2 separate regions of the Callithrix jacchus genome follow, and region 2 is linked to region 1. Evidence: chromatin contacts called from public Hi-C data. All regions are on one chromosome and are shown on one strand. Each heading gives the region's core, a stretch centred on a gene start, on an enhancer-like site or on the middle of the called end of the contact. The rest is flanking DNA. Distances are from core to core; before and after follow the strand shown. Region 1 overlaps SUDS3 (SIN3A corepressor complex component SDS3). Region 2 has its middle 270 kb from the start of SUDS3.

Region 1 (3,424 bases), core at 522-3,021:
TAGACACAGGCAGAAAACCAGCAGCTACTTCCTGGAATGAACTGTCTCAACTTGCAAGGGCTTCACAAGCACACCGGACCTCCGGCCATCTAAGGCATTGCCACTGGGAACCAGCATCAGCCTTGAACTCATTTATCGGCCATCTCTCTCACATCCGTGATTACAAAAATGGAAAGCACAGCAATCTTGGGTTCCATTTCTACCTTGATCTTAAAGATGCTTTTAAATTTGGTTTGATTACAGTTTATCAACACTCAAGGGACATCTATTCATAAACACAAACTTTCAATCAAATTTGGAAGTATTTTTCTTGCCCCAAGGGACTTGCATATTATAGAACCTTTCAATACTTTGATTTGCTGGCAATGAAGGCTAATGGTTGTGCAGAAAAAGGGGGAGGACAAGTAACAACAATAGAAAAATGCCCACTAATGAGCTAAGGCCCAGTCAGGAAAGAAACATGGTAAACCAAAGACAAATGAAGACTAAACCAAGGACAACTGTGTCAAGAATAAAATGAAGCTAATAAACACTTGTCCTTGAAAACCAAGAAATAAAAAAGAAGCCTGAGAAGTCTGTCTGAGAAGAGACACAAGAAATCTCAAGAAAGAGACATAAGAGAAGAGGATGAAAACTGAGGTAGTGATGCTTATAAAGGACAAATGTAATACCTCAACAGAAATCCATTCACATTAGAGAAAAGAGGGTGCGATGATAGTCAATATTTACCCCAGTGGAAGAGTAAAGAAACTTATCTGCAATTCATTCTTCAACCAGAAGGTTGAAGCACCTCTAAGAGTCCTTCCCTCCTCACCATACCCCTCTACCTCCGATGGTATCAGATTACAGTGCATTTTACAGGGCAGATGTATTCTTCTGTAGAATTGAGAATGAACTCTTGCAAGAGGGGGCTGCCAGGGCTGACAAGTGCACTGGATAAGGGGCATTCTAAAGCCATGGGTGAACATGGGAGCTGCTGCCAGTCACCTGACCCCGAGTCAGGGTCACTGAGCTCTGACTGTGCCAGACACCGTGCTGATCAGGCTGAGCTTTATCAGCTGCAAGACAACCCTATGAAATAAGTACTATTATTGGCCCCATTTTAAAGAAGAGGAAACCAAAGCTCAGCAAGGCTGAGTCACTTATCACAATGTGAATTCTGGCAGCTGATATCAAAGCCCCTGGCTCTTCTCTACTAAAGCAGTCTCTGGCTTCTTCTTGTCTCTTTTTCTGTAACATGCAATTAAATGGAGCCAAAAGCAGAGTTTTTAAAAGTCTACATCTCACCCATATATACGAGTTTACAGATGTATCTCCTCCTTCCTGGACTCAATTTTCAGGTTTTAAAAAAGCTCATTCTCAGTTTTATCTCAATTTCTTTAATGTGATTATTCAGCAGTAGAGAGACTTTAAAGTCAAATACACTGGCTTAAAAATTTAAAAAGTTAAAGACCTCACAGGAAGCTAAGCCTCCAGAGGACCCTGCAGAATCATTTTAAACTGAAAACCTGATCTCAAGAGAGGCTAAGTCAGGGAGTCATCAACACACTCAGAGCTACCCACCAAACCTGCTCGGAGTCAAGCCAAGTAGCTCCAGTGTCACCTAGGATTTGATATGAAAAATTAGCTGGAACATTTCCAAGAAATGAGAACTGTTTCCCCACTGCCAGAGTGGCATGTCTTCAATGCACTGAGGCTTCTCCCCTCCAGGAGACATGTTTCCGTGTCACTGTTTGTCAGATCTCACTGTATGTCAAGAAGTGACAAGAGTCAGCAGAAAGAGAGAAAAAAACTAACTTGCATTTCTATTTTTCTGAAAAACCTTGAGATATCACAGAGAATAATGCACTGGTTCTGAAGTTAGGGTCAGGTACTAGAAGGCCATGTGCTTTCTGGAACAACCCAGACAGCCAGGTGCAAATGCTTATCATGAAATTGTGACACCTCTTAGCTAACTAAGGAACAGGTCTATTTGATTCCCTGTTCTGGTTCTGACTTGGCTTGAGGGGACTCACACAGATCCTCAGCCCAGAGAAGAATGGCATTCATTTATCTAGAAGGCTCTCCCTAACTTCTAAGTAAATAATCATTTTGCAAACTAGTCACACTTCGGGGCATTTTCAATTCAGGAAACTGGAAGAATAGAAGAGGCTTAAGTTATTTCATAATCCAGTTTCATTAGATTTACTGTGCAATGGCACGAATAAGTTACAGAGGTTAGACACATAAAAATCTATTTCTTTGCAGACATTTGAGAACTGATAAAACATTAAGCCAATCCAGCTATTAAAGTTTTAAACTTTTTTTTTAACTAACAACATTAAGTTACATGTTGCTGACATACTCCTAATGAAGGACCACTTGGAGAACTCAGAGGGCAGTCACATCATCCTCAGGTATAACCCTCTGAGCTGACTTTTAAACCAGACCCCATCCTACAGGAGTGTCTCGAGGAGACCAAAACCAAGGGCATGAGCCTGGCAACTTGTTCAGAGGCACGACAGGACACCTCAGCTGGAAGAGACAGCAGGCAAGTGGCGAGTGGGTCGTTTCAGGCCAGCACTCATTTAGTGAGCACTTAACTGGGTGCTAGACCCTGTGCCAGGTGCCTCATTCAATCCTCACAGCAAGAAACAAATCTATTGGTATGTGTAAAAGTTCTAGAGAAACAAAACCAAGAGGGAACATGCTCCACAGGCAAGCTCCATTCTCAGTAGATGGTTACCTTAAAAAGAAGCAGTACCTGAATGTATAGACACCATACACACTTGCTTTTTGTTCTTTCCTGGAATCTAGCTCCGTGGTTCCCAAATAAGTAGCTGTGCAAGAAGTTCAAAAATACCCCATGGAATAGACAAGTCTGCATATATTGCAGTCAAGCAAATGTAAGGGCTTTTCAAGATTGATTCTGACCATGTGCAATTTCTGCTTGACTTTAGAATCTACCCTACATAGAAGACATGACTCCACTGTACTTCCTTGGTGGCACTTTCACTTCAGGTTTTCATATCGACACTTCACAGTGCACACTTTGCTTTCCTAAAAGTGAGGGAGTGTGGTTCCCACCTCATTGGCTCCTACAGAACTGATCACGCAGCTCAGTTTCTGGTTGTCCTTTGACTCCAGATAGATGGCCTGGCTCTTGTGGTACCTGACAAAAACAAGACACACATTTGTAAAAAGGGAGGGAGAGAGAGCGGAAGTAAAAACCAAACAAAAGGAAAACAGCATCACAACAAAAATTATCATTAAAGAAGTCTTAATATTTTATATTGAGGAATAGCCTGTATTTCCAAGGGCTTAACTGAAACGCTGCCATCCTTAGAAGACCACCTGATCTTCTTCTGGATCTAAAGCTTGTATTCCTTGGTCCCTCTACAGAGGGGGAAAAGAGAGGCTGAAGAAAGGGTTGGAAAACTACATA
Region 2 (3,424 bases), core at 296-2,795, 240 kb before region 1:
GTTTCCTTCTGGAGACTCCCACATCAAACACCCAATGCTCACAGATCATTGCTGTGGTGCCCTAGAAAGGTCACCCCCAAAGTCCCATTGATTCATTCAACATTTAACAAGTATACAGTGAGCACCTACTATATTCTAGGCATTGTACTGAAGGTAATCCCAGACTCCCTACGTGAAGAAAGACTTTCCCCATCTTCCGTTCCATTCCTTCAAGATCTTTTCTGTTCATTTGTTTTATTCTGTTCAAGAAATGCTAACTGAGTAATGAGTCCATGCCGGGCACTGCAGTTGGATATACAACAGTGAACAAGACAGACCCAGTGAGTGGGACAAGTTGGAAAGAGTACCAGATATGCAGGTGGAAGATGGACTTTGAGCAGGTTGGTTTAACCCCTCAGAATATGTGTTTCCCCACTGGCAAAATGAGAGTGATCCTGCCCAATTCACAAAGACTGTAAATCTCAGGTATGAAGGATGTGAGAATGCTGTGGAAACTTAAAAGTGCTGATCACTCATGGCCCTGGTCACTCATGGCCCTGGGTGGCATACTCAAAGAGTCATTTGAAGGCTATTCAATGAAAGGACTATTTATAGAGGCAGGGGAATGATTGGTGGAACTAGTGAGGAATACGGAACCACTCCGAGACTAACAATAGCAAAGAAAGCTGTTACCACCAGGAAAGCATTAAGGGTTGAGGGGGAAGAGTGTGAGACCAGAACCTCACAAGAGCTGTACAACAGAAGCTGTGGCCGCAGGTAGAAGAACATGGCCATTGTCAAATCCCAGCCCAGAAGGGTGTTTTAAAATATAGGTGTTACTATATTCAGGTATGGTGATGACTACCTGCCATTAAAATATAGTTTGTTACTCACAGATCCAAATGGAGGGAGCTTGCGATGCCATGCAGGGCCACATGGGGGCAGCACCATGACCGGTCAAGAGGCAGAGGAAGCAGGAAGAAAACGTAAGCAGTAGGGTAGGCGGCTAGGGGAGGGACAGCAGTGGGGGAGGGTAGGAAGGGATAACATGGGGAGAAATGCTGGATGTAGATGAAGGGGGAATAGAGGCAGCAAACCACCTGGTTATGTATGCATCTGTGCAACAACCCTGCATGACCTGCACATGTACCCCAGAACCTGAAGTAAAATAAAAATTTTTTTAAAAAAAGAAAGAGCCTTTATTGTGATTTCTGAGGGAAGAAACGGGTGAGGCAGGATAAGCAGGTGTAGTATTGGGTCGTCTGAATAATTTCAGTATGCTCTGGGGCACATAGGCTAACTCTAGTTCTCGGTACTGGGCCCTCGGGTGATAAGGGCAGGCGGGTAGTGGTCCAGAGTGTGGAAGGCTGATACCTGGAAATGTGTAGGGGGATGGGTTTGTATCCGTGAGTTTGCGAATAGAAGTTGCAGTCCTGGAGTGAGCTGTTTGCACTCTCTAGGAATTGCCTAGCCCTGGGAGGGGCATTCTGTTTAGACTCAGCAAGGCTCCAAGGTATTGAAGTATCAGAATAAAAAGACATGCTTTGCTTCATACACACGAATGGAGTTGGCAGCAGGTAGGGAGAATGCCTGATCCTTCTCTCCTTTCCGTAAATCCCCTGCCACTTGCCTCCTTCTTGGCTGAATTCAGCAAGAGCCCAGAGGGCGAGGGAGCTTGGCTGATGCTGTCTGTATAGTTAGCCTTCCAAGGAACACGGTGGGAAGGAGCAAGAGAAAGTGAATTTAGAAGGGCGAGTGGAGACTCCAGCATAAATGCTGGGAAGAATTAATAAGTGGCATGCCTTATGGTATATTTGTCTCTAACGGGGCCCGTCATCCACACATCCTTTCAAAATAATAATAATATCCCATTTATTGAGCATGTATTAATTGCCAGCACTACTAAGTGCTGTACATACTTTATTTAATCCTCATTACAAACATGCATAATATTACTGTTCCCATTTTACAGACAAGGAAAGGAAGGCTTGAAGATGTTCACTGACGCCTGAGATCATACTGTTGGATTGGTGTCCAGACCTGTCTGACCCCAATACTTACACCTGTCACTACGATATAGTCTTGCCTGGCTGATTCCTTCTTTTTCTCCTTGTTATTGGTTTTTGAAGGCTCTGTTCAAATCTCACCCCTTCCACAAAGAGTTTAAGCATAATTTCAACCACCTTTTTTTTTTTATGAGACAGAGTTTCGATCATTGCCCAGGCTGGAGTGCAACAGCATGATCTCAGTTCGCTGCAACCTCTGCCGTCTAAGTTCAAGTGATTCTCCTGCCTCAGCCTCCCAAGTAGCTGGGATTACAGGTCATCACGCCCGGCTAATTTTGTATTTTTAGTAGAGATGGGGTTTCTCCATGTTGGTCAGCCTGGTCTCAAACTTCTGGCCTCAGGTGATCCACCCTCCCTGGCCTCCCAAAGTGCTGGGATTACAGGTATGAGCCACCGTGCAGGGCCTATTCTCTACTCACCTTATAAGGACACCAATCATTGGCTTTATGGCCCACCCTAATCCAGTATGAGCTCATCTTATATCTGCAAAGACCCTATTTCTAAATAAGGTCACATTCTGAGGATCTGGGTGGACATAAATTTGGGAGGACACTATTTAACCCGCTACAATTGAACTTTGTTATCAATCGATTACTATTTGTTAAGGTTTGACTGCATGTGTATGTCCCTTTTTACTCAACCACTTTACAAACTCGAGATTAGAGTGCATGTGTAATGTTTTTCAAATCTCCCATTTTCATCAACACTTAAGTATCTGCTGAATGAATAAATGATTGAATGAGTGAACTGTGAGATAATAGAGAAGTTGCAAACTCAAGAACCAGGCTGATAACAGAAATGTTGACTGGAGCAGACCTGGCAGGGCCTCGGGGAGAACTAAAGGACATGTCCTAAGTGAGGGAACAGCTAGTCAACTCCAGACAACCCGTGCCATCAGAATCAAGTCCAGAGTTGCCAAGAGGACTGATTTTTTAATAGAAGCAGAAGATATGGCTTTTTACATGAAGCATCCCAAGTTTTGAATGTAGGCAATAAATTCAAACTTCTATAACCCAATACAGAACAGACAAAATGTGCTAATGAACTGGATTTGGGGTACAGGCTACCCCCTTGTAACTTCTGCTTAAAACCCAAAAAGTGACTCTCAAGGCATCATTTCAGGCAAGCCAGTGATGAAGACATCTTTGAGCCAGCTGGTCTTGCGGTGTCTCTTCTAGGATTATGTGGGAGGTCAGTGTTTATGGAGCCCTGCAAAGGTTTACAGGTAGAGGATTCATGCCCTAGTCAATTCATGCATTCAGTATTTATTGACTCTCCACTTTATAGTGATGCTATGTGCTAGGCTGCGCATACCCAGTGGACCAAAAGAACCATAATTCCTGACCTCATGGAGTCTCCTGGAAAGGGAGGAGACATCC

Evidence for each region. Hi-C and Micro-C count contacts between places; a contact is called where the count stands out from the background.
Region 2: a contact with region 1 is called in a Hi-C map of skeletal muscle, with 2.1 times the contacts expected there. The contact joins two enhancer-like sites. A contact is called at or near these places in 2 of 3 Hi-C or Micro-C datasets (induced pluripotent stem cells and skeletal muscle).

The regions. Positions count from the first base shown.
Region 1 is chr9:121,468,933-121,472,356 of calJac240_pri, reverse strand. It overlaps SUDS3 (SIN3A corepressor complex component SDS3), which reads right to left. Exons shown (of 12, transcript XM_002753054.7): 11 at 3,067-3,151. Among named protein-coding and RNA genes, the nearest start is that of SUDS3, 35 kb to the right of the region's middle. Within about 2 kb of position 1,771, at least 1 of the 16 cell types and tissues checked has an H3K27ac peak or open chromatin away from gene starts, as enhancers often do. A contact at or near this core is called in skeletal muscle, where this site is marked.
Region 2 is chr9:121,704,737-121,708,160 of calJac240_pri, reverse strand. No RefSeq gene overlaps it. Among named protein-coding and RNA genes, the nearest start is that of SUDS3, 270 kb to the right of the region's middle. Within about 2 kb of position 1,545, at least 1 of the 16 cell types and tissues checked has an H3K27ac peak or open chromatin away from gene starts, as enhancers often do. A contact at or near this core is called in skeletal muscle, where this site is marked.